2 separate regions of the Oncorhynchus mykiss genome follow, and region 2 is linked to region 1. A link is a contact called in public Hi-C data. All regions are on one chromosome and are shown on one strand. The core of a region is the stretch at or near the end of the contact, and the rest is flanking DNA. Distances in the headings are between cores, read along the strand shown. Region 1 holds the start of LOC110530070 (B-cell lymphoma 6 protein). Region 2 holds the start of dis3l2 (DIS3-like exonuclease 2).

What was found. A called contact is a pair of places that touch in the nucleus more often than the background predicts.
Region 2: a Hi-C map of liver shows a contact between it and region 1, with 2.3 times the contacts expected there. The contact joins the promoter of dis3l2 here to the promoter of LOC110530070 in region 1. A contact is called at or near these places in 2 of 3 Hi-C or Micro-C datasets (blood and liver).

The regions. Positions count from the first base shown.
Region 1 is chr8:52,067,407-52,073,320 of USDA_OmykA_1.1, reverse strand. LOC110530070 (B-cell lymphoma 6 protein) reads left to right here and starts at 4,523. Exons shown (of 8, transcript XM_021612863.2): 1 at 4,523-4,587.
Region 2 is chr8:52,226,633-52,233,013 of USDA_OmykA_1.1, reverse strand. It overlaps dis3l2 (DIS3-like exonuclease 2), which reads right to left and starts at 2,336. Exons shown (of 21, transcript XM_021612868.2): 1 at 2,191-2,336; 2 at 1-646. The coding sequence starts at 609.

The DNA of each region.
Region 1 (5,914 bases), core at 3,274-5,773:
TGGTGGTCATTTTGGAAAACGATGTGTAATCAGCGGTGTCGTGCTGCCAGAGCTTAATGAAGGATTCATTAGTATTCTGCATGACAGCCTGAATATAATAGCATACTTTAAAGTTACTGTAAGACCAAAAAACACCATGTCATTTCTAATAAGTATTTAAGGATGATTGTGCTGAATGGTCATGTTTTCTTCTCATGACGCAGCCAAAACTAAACAGTGTGTGCCATAGGCTGAATGTGCTCTGGTGGAAACAATAGAGGCAGGCTAGTCTGTAGCGTGTTCACATCATCTGCTCAAAGTGCATTTACTCACATCCCTCAAGAAGATCTGAATGCATATTCGGATGAGACTGAGTGAGATCAAATGTTTATGGTTGGGCATTCAGATGCCGCTTGGACGTTTCGCCTGTAAAAACGAGAATAATTATCATTCACGACTGACAGTGATGATGGCCTATTTTGAAGTTAGTTAGGCCTTTTATATGGTGGAAACGTTGGCTGAGAAATTATGACCTCATATTTTTTTGGCCGCTCCGTCCCCTTTTATTAAAAAAAATAACACTGACTAAGTTAATAAGTTACATCTAGAATGGCACTAAAGCTAGACATCTTTGTTTAGACGTTTATTTACTTTTTGTAAAGGCTGAAAGGTCTCATCAACAAAGCATTTCTAATGGACATAATATTTGGTTCTAATCCACTGGACTAAATCTTGTGACTTGAAACACCCTGGCCAACAATAAATGTGTGATCACGTCAACTACTGTGTATGTAGTGATTACTAATGATGGAACCAGTGATCCTGCATCTGATAGACTGAGTATTGAGTGAGATGAATGGATGTGAAACGGCTAGCTAGTTAGCGGTGGTGCGCACTAATCAGCGTTTCAATCGGTGACGTCACTTGCTCTGAGACCTTGAAGTAGTGGTTCCCCTTGCTCTGCAAGGGCCATGGCTTTTGTGGAGCGATGGGTAACGATGCTTCGTGGGTGACTGTTGTTGATGTGTGCAGAGGGTCCCTGGTTTGCGCCCGGGTATGGGCGAGGGGACGGTCTAAAGTTATACTGTTAGAAATTCAGTTGGCCTATATTGACTATCATTGAGAGCTGTAGAACAGAACCCAATGCAATTAGCCAAGTATGAGACTGTTTTTGTTGATGTTGCCAAATGTTTTGGACCCTATCTGAAACTCTCACTCACTCACACACTCACTCACACACACAATGTTACTTGATTTCAAGTATACATCGTAGCCTACTAAACAGGGAATTCCGGAAAACCCCATGGGAGAGTTAACTAGGCAAAATAGGCCAATGTTGTATATCTCCTTTAAGTGCTCTGAAACTTGTATTATCTGGGTAAGACCAAACGTGAACTTCAGAAGGATTTGTGAACATAAGAGCTCCATTCGCAAACATAATGAAAAATCACCTGTTGCCAGGCATTTCAAAATCCAGAATTATGAACTAAGTGCCTTATATGGTCATTGAATGGTGAAGGTGAGACATAGGGGAGGAGATGGGGATAAATGACTTCTCCAAAAGAGAGATGTATTGGATAGGCTGCTCAGTGAGGAATGTTTCTGTCCTCATTTTTTTGTAGGCTATAAATACCCTGCTGACATTTAGGCTTTATTGTGTGTTTGCGAATAGATTTTGTATTTATTTGATTTTCTTGCCCCCTCCCCCCCCCCCCCCAGCTCCCTCTGCTGGGATCTTTTGATTGGACCATTACTGACTTTGTGAATCTGTAAGTATGCCCACCTGTGTGTGGCCTGTATTATTGTTGTAACATTGATTGCCATTACGTCTTAAGAAGAGCTCATACCCCAAACATTAGTGCAGAAATATAACTGTTAATTTAAGTTTATTCACCGGAGTGCTGTCCTATTTTAGATACATTTTGTATATATAGTGTATGTGAAAACCCCTTCAAATATGTGGATTCAGCTATTTCAGCCACACCGTTGCTGACAGGTGTATAAAATTTAGCACACAGCCATGATTTCTGATTTTTTACCTTTATTTAACTAGGCAAGTCAGTTAAGAACAAATTCTTATTTACAATGACGGCCTTGAACAGTGGGTTAACTGCCTGTTCAGGGGCAGAACGACAGATTTGTACCTTGTCAGCTCAGGGGTTGCAACCTTCCGGTTACTAGTCCAACGCTCTAACCACTAGGCTACCCTGCCGACCCAGCACAGTGACTTTCAATGTAGCACCGTCATAGCTTGCCACCTTTCAAACAAGTCAATTCATAAAATGTCTGCCCTGCTAGAGCTGCCCCGGTCAACTGTGTGCTGGTATTGTGAAGTAGAAACGTCTAGGAGCAACAATGGCTCAGCTGCAAAGTGGTAGGCCACACAAGCTCACAGAAAGGGACCGACGAGTGCTGAAGCGCGTAGTGCGTAAAAATCGTCTGTCTTCGTTTGCAACACTCACTACCGAGTTCCAAACTGGAAGTAACTTCAGCACAATAACTGTTCATCGGGAGCTTCATGAAATGGGATTCCATGGCCGAATTGTCTGGGGCTGTTTGTCATAGTATGGGTTAGGCCCCTTAGTTCCAGTGAAAGGAAATCTTAATGCTACAGCATACAATGACACTCTAGACGATTCTCTGCTTCAAACTTTGCGGCAACATTTTGGGGAAGGCCCTTTCCTGTTTCAGAAGGACATTTTGTGCCCCTGTGCACAAAGTGAGGTCCATACAGAAATGGTCTGTCGAGATCGGTGTGGAAGAACTTGACTGGCCTGCACAGAGCTCTGACCTCAACCCCATCGAACACATTTGGGATGAATTGGAACACTGACTGCGAACCAGGCCTAATCGCCCAACATCAGTGTCCGACCTCACTAATGCTCTTGTAGCTGAATGGAAGCAAGTCCCCGCAGCAATGTTCCAACATCTAGGGGAAAGCCTTCCCAGAAGAGTGGAGGCTGTTATAGCGGCAAAAGGGGGACCAACTCCATATTAATGCCCATGATTTTGGAATGACATGTTCGGCGAGCAGGTGTCCACATACATTTGGTCATGTAGTGTAAGTAGGCCTAGGGTTTTGTTTAGCTTACATTTTGCCTGGCACCTGCACTTCATAGGTTAGGCTACATAAAGCAGCTATTAGCAGATGAAACAATAACAAAGTGAATTCCCCACCCGTTTTTGTAACAAGCTGGGGGATGGGGCTGGAGAAATGTAACCACTCTAACATTCATAGACAGAGCAATGTATGCAAGGACTGACCGTACATTTTTTACATTTACTTACTTTACACGCATTGGAGTGAAACATTTTGGGGTCCTGATGGGGTATGACAGTTGAACTAACCCCATTAGGCATTTATAAGTTATATTCTTCAAGAATCAATGGGTTCATATCATCAATTTCAAGTCCAAAAATGGATGTATCAACTTCAGATTGCCCCTTTAAATTACATAGATGGAATAGCCTAAACACAGGCAAAAGTTCACACCTAATTTTGTGTCTCAAGCAGCCTACTCGTCGGGCAGTATGCTATCCCTAAAGGAATGATCTCATCTTCGTGTCCAATCTCTTTATTGACTGGGCGTGCTAGGGAACATTGTAAACGAGTCATGTAACAGTAGGTTAAATAAAATAGGGTTCAAGTGTAAATCCATTCCAACATGTGTATTACAATTTATTACAATGTAATAAAAAGATAAACAATACAGAGCGGTTCCGCATGACGCCTAGCCTATAGCCATATAACGTTAGCGCATAACCATTGCTGCCTTTGTAGCACTTGTGCAAAAGTTTTATTCACGCCTATGTAGGTGGAGATTTCTGTACATGTTTTTGCCTATACTTACTATTAAATTACTACTAATACAGAGTCCAACCACCTTAGACTACAACGTTGGGCATTGTGGTGCTATAGGCTACCATTTCCTGAAACTAGCGTGCGTTTCCGTCAAAAATATTATAACTGTTATGTCCCCCACAATACAAAAATTAATGTAATTGCTCCTACTTCCACACAACAGTGAACGGAAAAAGGTTTTACAATCCAAAGTGGATAGCTGAAACTGAAGACGTCTCCAAAAAGTAGTCTGAACATGTTCGGCAACAAATAGTAGTGAAGGTAGGGTTGCGCATAAAATAAAATAAAACAAAGCATCTAATGACAGGCAACCCACCTACCTATCGCCTGATTTATACATCAAATCTCTTTACGCAAAACCTTGCTCGTGTCCATCCTCGTGAACGAGCTCGTTTTCTTCGAGGTCTATATAGAATGGTCAGGTGACCTTGTATGTGGACAGTTACACTAAAGAGGTATAATAGAGTAAAAATGAAATAGTTGTCATAGTTAAAAATCCATGTCACCGTTTATTTTTGAAACTTAATCAATAGTATATCGTCTCTAATTTACGGCCTAAATAGAATATCCAAATATATGTCGTGTAATGACGATAAAAAAAGGCACACACAACACCATGTACCCTCCCCACTGATTTGGAAATGGTATGGCCCACTGGTAGAATTCCGAGAATTAAACCCTTGAGTTTCTTAGAACTTGATTCTCAGAACTGGTGATGCACGAAGTTTCCAGGAAAGTTTTATAAGGTGAATTTTTTCCCCTCATTATTTTACAGTATAACGGTAGAAGTTGCTTGTAGTGGTAGACATTCGTTGTGGCTCATTGACCTCTATTGATACACTTGAAATACTTAAATTCTTTAGATGGTTTTATGTTTTCTTTCGTTTTGGGAACAGTAGGGTCTCTTAGGCTGCAGTTGCTAGACTTCTTGCTGATGTTTATTACTTGATTAATGGTCAAGTCGTCTAGGATCTCCTCTGCTCAAGCAGCATGCTTGCCAGATATTCAGTCGGAAGTTCGTGGTCCATTCTGTCATTGGGAAACTGTATTGCCACATTATGCTCACTTTTTTTTTAATCATGTTGGTTAATCGAATATCTAGATATTATCGAGAGATAATATATTAGGCCGAATGTGCAGTTCCTTTATAGCCTATCCTACTGTACATAAAGATTACTTTTGGGTTTATATAGTCAGAATGTTTTTGATTTATCAAAAAAAAAAACGGATAAAATGAATTTGATATTATCAAAAAGTATGCATCTTTAATAGTCGTTAAATATCAGTAAACTTAAGAGCAAGAAAATTCGCGCAACAGGGCGAGTCTGTCTTGTTAGATCACTGCGTACTACATTTGAGCTTTGAGCACTGTACTTTTCTCTCTCTTGATGTTGATTTAACTTCGCTGGTAGATATCCACTAAGGATCTGTCGAATACTTTTTCGTTCAATGCTGAGACAAAACAAACAATATTTTGATGTAGGCCTACATTCTTGATTTGTTTTAATGGACCGTTATTATCAATAACTGCCTACTCGTTGTGTACTACATTTACAGTGGGGAGCCTCTGTGCAATGTGTAGTCCTGTGGGTACATGCATTTGAAACTCCTAAAAATCCCACAACCTATTATTCGCATTGCCGTACTCCAATTTTTCTAGTTTATTTTTATAGTTAAAATAAATTGGGTATAACCAGTGTTAAATGTCATCTGTTAAACAAGCTGGCTTTCCACGTATAGGCCTATCGAAGAACAGGAAGCGTATTTAGAAGCAACCTAATCTGTGCGCACCCCAAAACGGAATGTACTAAATGCGAAACATGTTCCAAGCGTGAGCCGTCAGCATTTATGGGCTTGGCTATAGGTCAAAAGCAAATAGGAAACGGGGTTTAAATGTGTATTTTATTAAAGTGTTTCTTAAGTAATGCATAGTAAAATATTTGCAGTGAAATAAAGGTCATAATTCCTAAATGTACAAATATTTTATTTGTACGTTTATTGTAAGGGTTAAATCATATCTATGGTAAGTCTAATAGCAATATGTAATCCAATATTTGGGTAACAGCAAATGGC
Region 2 (6,381 bases), core at 1,087-3,586, 160 kb before region 1:
GGCTTTCGGGGGGGATACCCCATAACTCATGTCCTTGTTCACTTGGTTACTTGTGGGCACTTTGTAAGCATGGTCTTTGTAGCCTTTGTTTCTTATATGTTGTTGCTGCTGCTGGGAGTCCCTCTGTTTGAGGGAGGCAAACTCCTCACCGGACTCCACATCTCCATCCTGACTGGTGTTGGTGTCCCTCCTCTCCCCGCGTCGCTGCTTGTCGGAAACCCCCTGCCTCCTCTCTGGCTCCTGCAGGGCTCCTCGACTATTCAGCTTGTCCATGTACAAGGATAGAGAGCTCTCTTCACCTCCTTTACCTTTCATAGGCGAAGGCGAGAAGTCACTCGAGTCAGAGCACTCGATAAACGCCTGGTCCCTTTTTCTCTGCGGTATGTCTTGTTTTTCGCTGTATGCTAATCCCTGCCTCTGTTCGCACGGCCCTCTCTCTTCCCCCTGTTGTTGGACATACTGGTCCAGGTAGGATCTGAACTTGCTGCTGTGATGCTGGCTGAGGAGTCTGGCATAGGCATCTTTCTGATGAGGGACAGTGGACTGGCTCGGTCCACGTTTGCCATCCCGAGGCCTGTTGCCTCCCTTGGATTGATGAGGAGGATCCATTTGCCTAAGATATGTCCTTGTCCTGTGAGAGTACTGCCTAGAAGAAGTAAAAACAGACAACGTTACCAGTGTTAACTAGATTGATAATGCATTCATTCTATCAATGTAATACATTATTCTGGTGAGCACTGCTTTATTAGTCTTCCAGGGCAACAAGTTAGGACAGGCCTAGGTGCAGCTTCTCTTCTAACTATAGTAAAACAAATGGCCTACCAAATGGTCCAGTACGGAGTATCAGCTAAATATTTACGGTGGATCGAACTGAGCAGGTAGCCAGCCTACTTTTCAGAGTGACTCCTTTGACAAACATCACATGATAGGCGAAACAGCCTGTGCAGACCACCAAAAAGAAGACGTTTACATGCCATAGTATCCCGTCTAAGAGCAACATATCCCAGGCATCTTATCCGAGTTTCTCATAACCGGGATGCAAGCTTTTTTGGGATATTGTAAACGGATATTATGTTTATTAAATGCGTCAACTCAAGTATTCTGTGTTTGAGTATGTCGAATAAAAACTGGATATTTGTATGTAAACGTGGTCAATTAGTAGATGATCTTATCAAGAGCCACTATGATCTTAAGATAGCTAGCGGAGACAACCACATATCATTGTCAAATACAGTATACGAACATTCCATCCCACCTAAACAATTGATAGCGTTCTGCAAAAAAAATAAAAAATTAATACACAGCTAAAAATCTATGAATTAAAAATGTGAAAACACTAATATTTTAGACATGAAGGTATCCATAAGCAAACATTTCAATGTGAAAATTGGTGGATATAAGAGCTTTTCCAGAAATAAGCTCTTCAAGTATACAATTATACCAGCAAAAACATACAGATACGTAGATTGACTAGTTAGTTGCCACTTTGACCAATCTGTTAAACTGAAAGGCTGCTTTGTCTAGCTAGTTTACGTGACCTCCAAGGTTATTTTGCTCCAGCCACACTGATGCAAGGCTCTCCAACCCTGTTCCTGGAGAGCTACCGTATGTTCTCGCTTCCATCCTAATCTAGCGCACCCGACTCTAATAATAAACTGGTTGATAAACTGAATCAGGTTAGTTAAAACGAGGGTTGGATCGAAAATCTACAGGAGGTTAACGTTAACTCTCCAGGAACATGGTTGAGAGCCCTGCACTGACTGACGTGTGGTCAGAGATTGTGGCCAAGTTGACACAGCTGCAAACACTAATTTGATTTAGCCATGCATGACATCAAGTTATTTGCTAACTAAGACAATGTAACTTAGCTAGTTAAATAACTAGACTCGCTACCTAACGTTAGTTATACTAGAAACACAAGCAACCTCATACACCTCAGTTTTTAGTCACTCACCAATTATAGGTGTCGATTATCAATTTTCCTGAGTCATAATATGTCCTGAGGCTGAACTAAATATCCAGTTAGCAATTGTAGTAGCTATTATAACTCGCCAATGTTGCTTCCGTTCAGCGGTAACGTTAGCTAGTAAGTTAGTCGATATAACCAAACTTGAACTTTGTATAACACGTCAGCTGTAAATGACAGTTGGTTGTACGAAAAGCAGATTGCTATAAACAAGACGACATTACCTGAATGCTGTCCTGCTGTTGTTCGCTTCGTGAAATCGATTAGGTAGCTTTTGTTAGCTAGTTAAATGACTAGCAAACATTAAACTATTTCCGGGGGTTGGGTCGAAGTGCATGCTGGGAAAGAAACTTTAAGACGCCGTTCGCGAAATGTTCCGTGCTATTCGGGATCCTTGGGACGACCCTACCGCATTGAAGTTGACATGTACAATGGTTAAGGTGGTTGAGTATTGTGATCTATTGGATGACTTCCATGTTATCTTATTTTTGAATATTCAGAAAGCATTTGATACCGTAACTCACAGTTTTATCTTTGATTGTCTTATGCATTGGAAGTTTGGTAATTGTTGTTGGTGACGCTATTAGAACGCTGCATAATGGTGCCAATAGCTGTATGAAACTGTCATGGAACATCCTCAAGGTTTAACATTTACCAAGGAATACGACAAAGTTGTCCAATCTCACCTTTCATTTGTATTTTTGTTAGTATCTCAAACCTTATGCTCATTAGTTTATCACAGTCAATCTGAAGGCATTTACATTCCAGGCCAGAGCGCTCAAGATATTCCAATTGACAGATGACACGTCACTTTTTTTGAAAAATGTGTCAGTGGCTAGATTTGCATTGGATATTGTTAAGGAGTTCTCCAAAATCTCAGGTTTGGTATTAAATCTTTCCAAATGTGAGATGTTGGTTCTTAAAGGAGCTGTCAATCCAGCAGGTTGTAACATCTCTGAATTAAAAAAAAAAAATGTAACCTTTATTTAACTAGGCAAGTCAGTTAAGAAGAAATTCTTATTTACAATGAAGGCCTACACCAGCCAAACCTGGATGACGCTGGGTGCTGCCCTATGGGACTCCCAATCACAGCCGGTTGTGATACAGCCTGGATTCGAACCATCTGTCTGTAGTGACACCTCAAACACTGAGATGCAGTGCCTTAGACCGCTGTGCCACTCGGGAGCTAGATACTGTAACCTACAGTGCCTTCGGAAAGTATTCAGACCCCTTGACTTTTCCCACATTTTGTTAGGTTACAGTCTGTGAGAGAATAATCACTATTTAACTGATGTGTTTAATATTAATACTTAACTTTCTTCAGTGTCAATGCTGTGCTTCTGAGAAAGGATGGTTCTTCTCTTCCACGTTCACTCCCCACAGCTGTTCTGGGCATGTAGTCAAGGACATGAGATAGAGATCAGCTCAAGGAATTGTTTTGGAATTGATATTGTTTCAATGTCTCTTTGCTTATGAGTAACCTGGTCACACGGCATAATACAAAGAGCCTCTGAGAAGAGACCACAGTTCTTCAGCCCATCCTGTTCTTTTATTATCTTCCAAGGGCACCTTGTATGTGTGTGTTGTATTGACCTGCTCCCTTATTAATACGTGAATAAAGATTTAGTTTAAGTATAACTCTGACTTAAGTGATAAGTTTGTCTCTCCTTATTTGGTAATACAGAAATAACCACTACAAGCCTTATTATAAAATGTATGAAATAGTTTTTTTTCCCTCAATCTACACACAATACCCCATAATGACAAAGCAAAAATAGGTTTTTAGAAATGTTTGCTAATTTATAATAAAAAATAATAAAAACAGAAATATTCCATTTACATAAGTATTCAGACCCTTTACTCAATACTTTGTTGAAGCACTTTTGGCAGCGATTACAGCCTCGATCCTTCTTGGGTGTGACACTACAAGTGTGGCACACCTGTATTTGGGGAGTTTCTCCCATTCTTCTCTGCAGATCTTCTCAAGCTCTGTCAGGTTGGATGGGGAGCGTTGCTGCACAGCTATTTTCAGATCTCTCCAGAGATGTTCAATCGGGTTCAAGTCTGTGCTCTGACTGGGCCACTCAAGGACATTCAGAGACTTGTCCCGAAGCCACTCCTGCATTGTCTTGGCTGTGCTTAGGGTCGTTGTCCTGTTGGAAGGTGAACCTTCTCCCCAGTCTGAGGTCCTGATCGCTCTGCAGCAAGTTTTCATCAAAGATCTCTCTGTACTTTGCTCCGTTCATCTTTGCCTCGATCCTGACTAGTCTCCACAGTCCCTGCAGCTGAAAAACATCCCCACAGTATGATGCTGCCACCGCCATGCTTCACCATAGAGATGGTACAGGTTTCCTCCCGACGTCATGCTTGGCATTCAGGCCAAAGAGTTTAATCTTGGTTTCATCAGACCAGAGAATCTTGTTTCTCATGGTCTGAGAGTTTTTAGGTGCCTTTTGGCAAACTGCAAGCGGGTTGTTTTACTGAGGAGTGGCTTCCGTCTGGCCACTCTTCCATAAAGGCCAGATTGGTGGAGTGCTGCAGAGATGGTTGTCCTTCTGGAAGGTTCTCCCATCTCCACAGAGGAACTCTATGTAACATAATAAAATGTGGAAAAAGTCAAGGTGTCTGAATACGTTCTGAAGCCACTTTACCTCAATGTAGATACCACCAAAAAACCTTAAGGCTGTGAATGATCTTAATTTGAATCCTGTAACTGAATCATGGTTAGGGAGGGATTTAAGTCTTCAAGGGAGGGTTCTTTTATCCAAAGCTAAGGGACACTCTCGTTCATCCTATCTTTTTTCATCTATTGACATTTCCAAATCCACTTGCTGTTTCTTCGATAGGCTATTGAACAACTTCATTTTGGAATATTGTAACCTCATTTTGTTTTTCTGAAGCTCGGAGGGCTTAATTTTTACAACAATGTCCATTATATTGTAAGTAAACTTTCTGTGAAATTGGTGGCTTTTCACAAGCAGGCTTTAATGTGCTGGGCTTTGCTGTATAAACAACTTTTCACCTCATGAATGTTTTATATGGACTGATGGGTCAGTATTACATAGAAACAAGATGTTATTTTACTGTAATTGGTTCTTGAAAAATATTATCCTTGTCAGCCAATTACTTAGCATTAGTGGGAATCTATTTATGCGGAGATAATTTATGGAAAGATACAACTTTGAGGTTTCAAGCAAGGAGTATGACATTGTTATAAAAGCTATACCTAGTAGACTATTAATGATAAAGGGAGTCAAAATCACACATCAATGTAGTCTGGTCTGATGGTGCGGTCATGTGGTGTATAACCAGTAGTCCCAAAGCAGTGCTTGCAGTTTAAAAGAACAATGTTTTATTCCCTATTCTTTACCATTCTAAACTTTGGTGAAAGTGCGAATTGGAGCAGTAATCAAACACAACTTTCCTTGAATTATCACCTATATTGTAACGCTCCGGGTGTCGTGGGTGTGGAGTCAGACGCAGGAAACAGAGAGTGCAATACTGTGCTCTTTAATGCACTCACGCAACACTGGGTGCTCAAAACTGGGTGCTCAAAACCAAATGCCCCAAACACGGGGGACGAAAACAGTACAGTAGAATACACGACCAGGAACAAACACGTTCCTCTACTACACAACCGAAGGTCACAATAATTAATCCCGCACAAAGAAACAGGTCTAATAAAGCCCAACTAATGACTCACTAACAGGTGCTAACAATAAACATACAAGGAGGGGGAGGAAAGGCAATCAGTGGCAGCTAATAGGCCGGCGACGACGACCATCGAGCGCCACCCGGCCGGGAAGGGGAGCCACCCTCGGTCGAACTCGTGACATATGAATGAAATGTTTTCAATTAATTAATGACTTACATTTTATTTTCGTGTCAAATCGCCAACCCATCTCTTATGGGATTAATTGACACATACATAAACATTACAATAATTCACTGTGGTAATTAAATAACAATTCTTCTTCCGGTATTCTCTGCATTGGGCATCGCACAATGAGTGACAAAATGTAAGGTAGAAATCAATATATAATAGTAAAGAAGGTTGTCCAAACAATAATTATATCCCTAGAGCAGTAAAATAACATACATACATACATACATACATACATACATACATACATATACACACACACACACACACACACACACACACACACACACACGTGACATCTTCCTCTACCAAATCCTACTTCTGCCTCTGAATCCTCACCATGTTCTCCTCTACGGACTCCTTTACTATATCAATGTAAGGATGACAATGTCCCTCTTCTGGCCGAAGTGGTTACAGCGGTCCTCTGTAGCTAAGTTCCAGGCTGGGTCCATGAGGAAGATGAGAGGCAGCTGTGAGGTTGCCTTTAGGCCCACCAGTCCAGTTTTGAATGATAGCTGCTTGTTCAATGGGC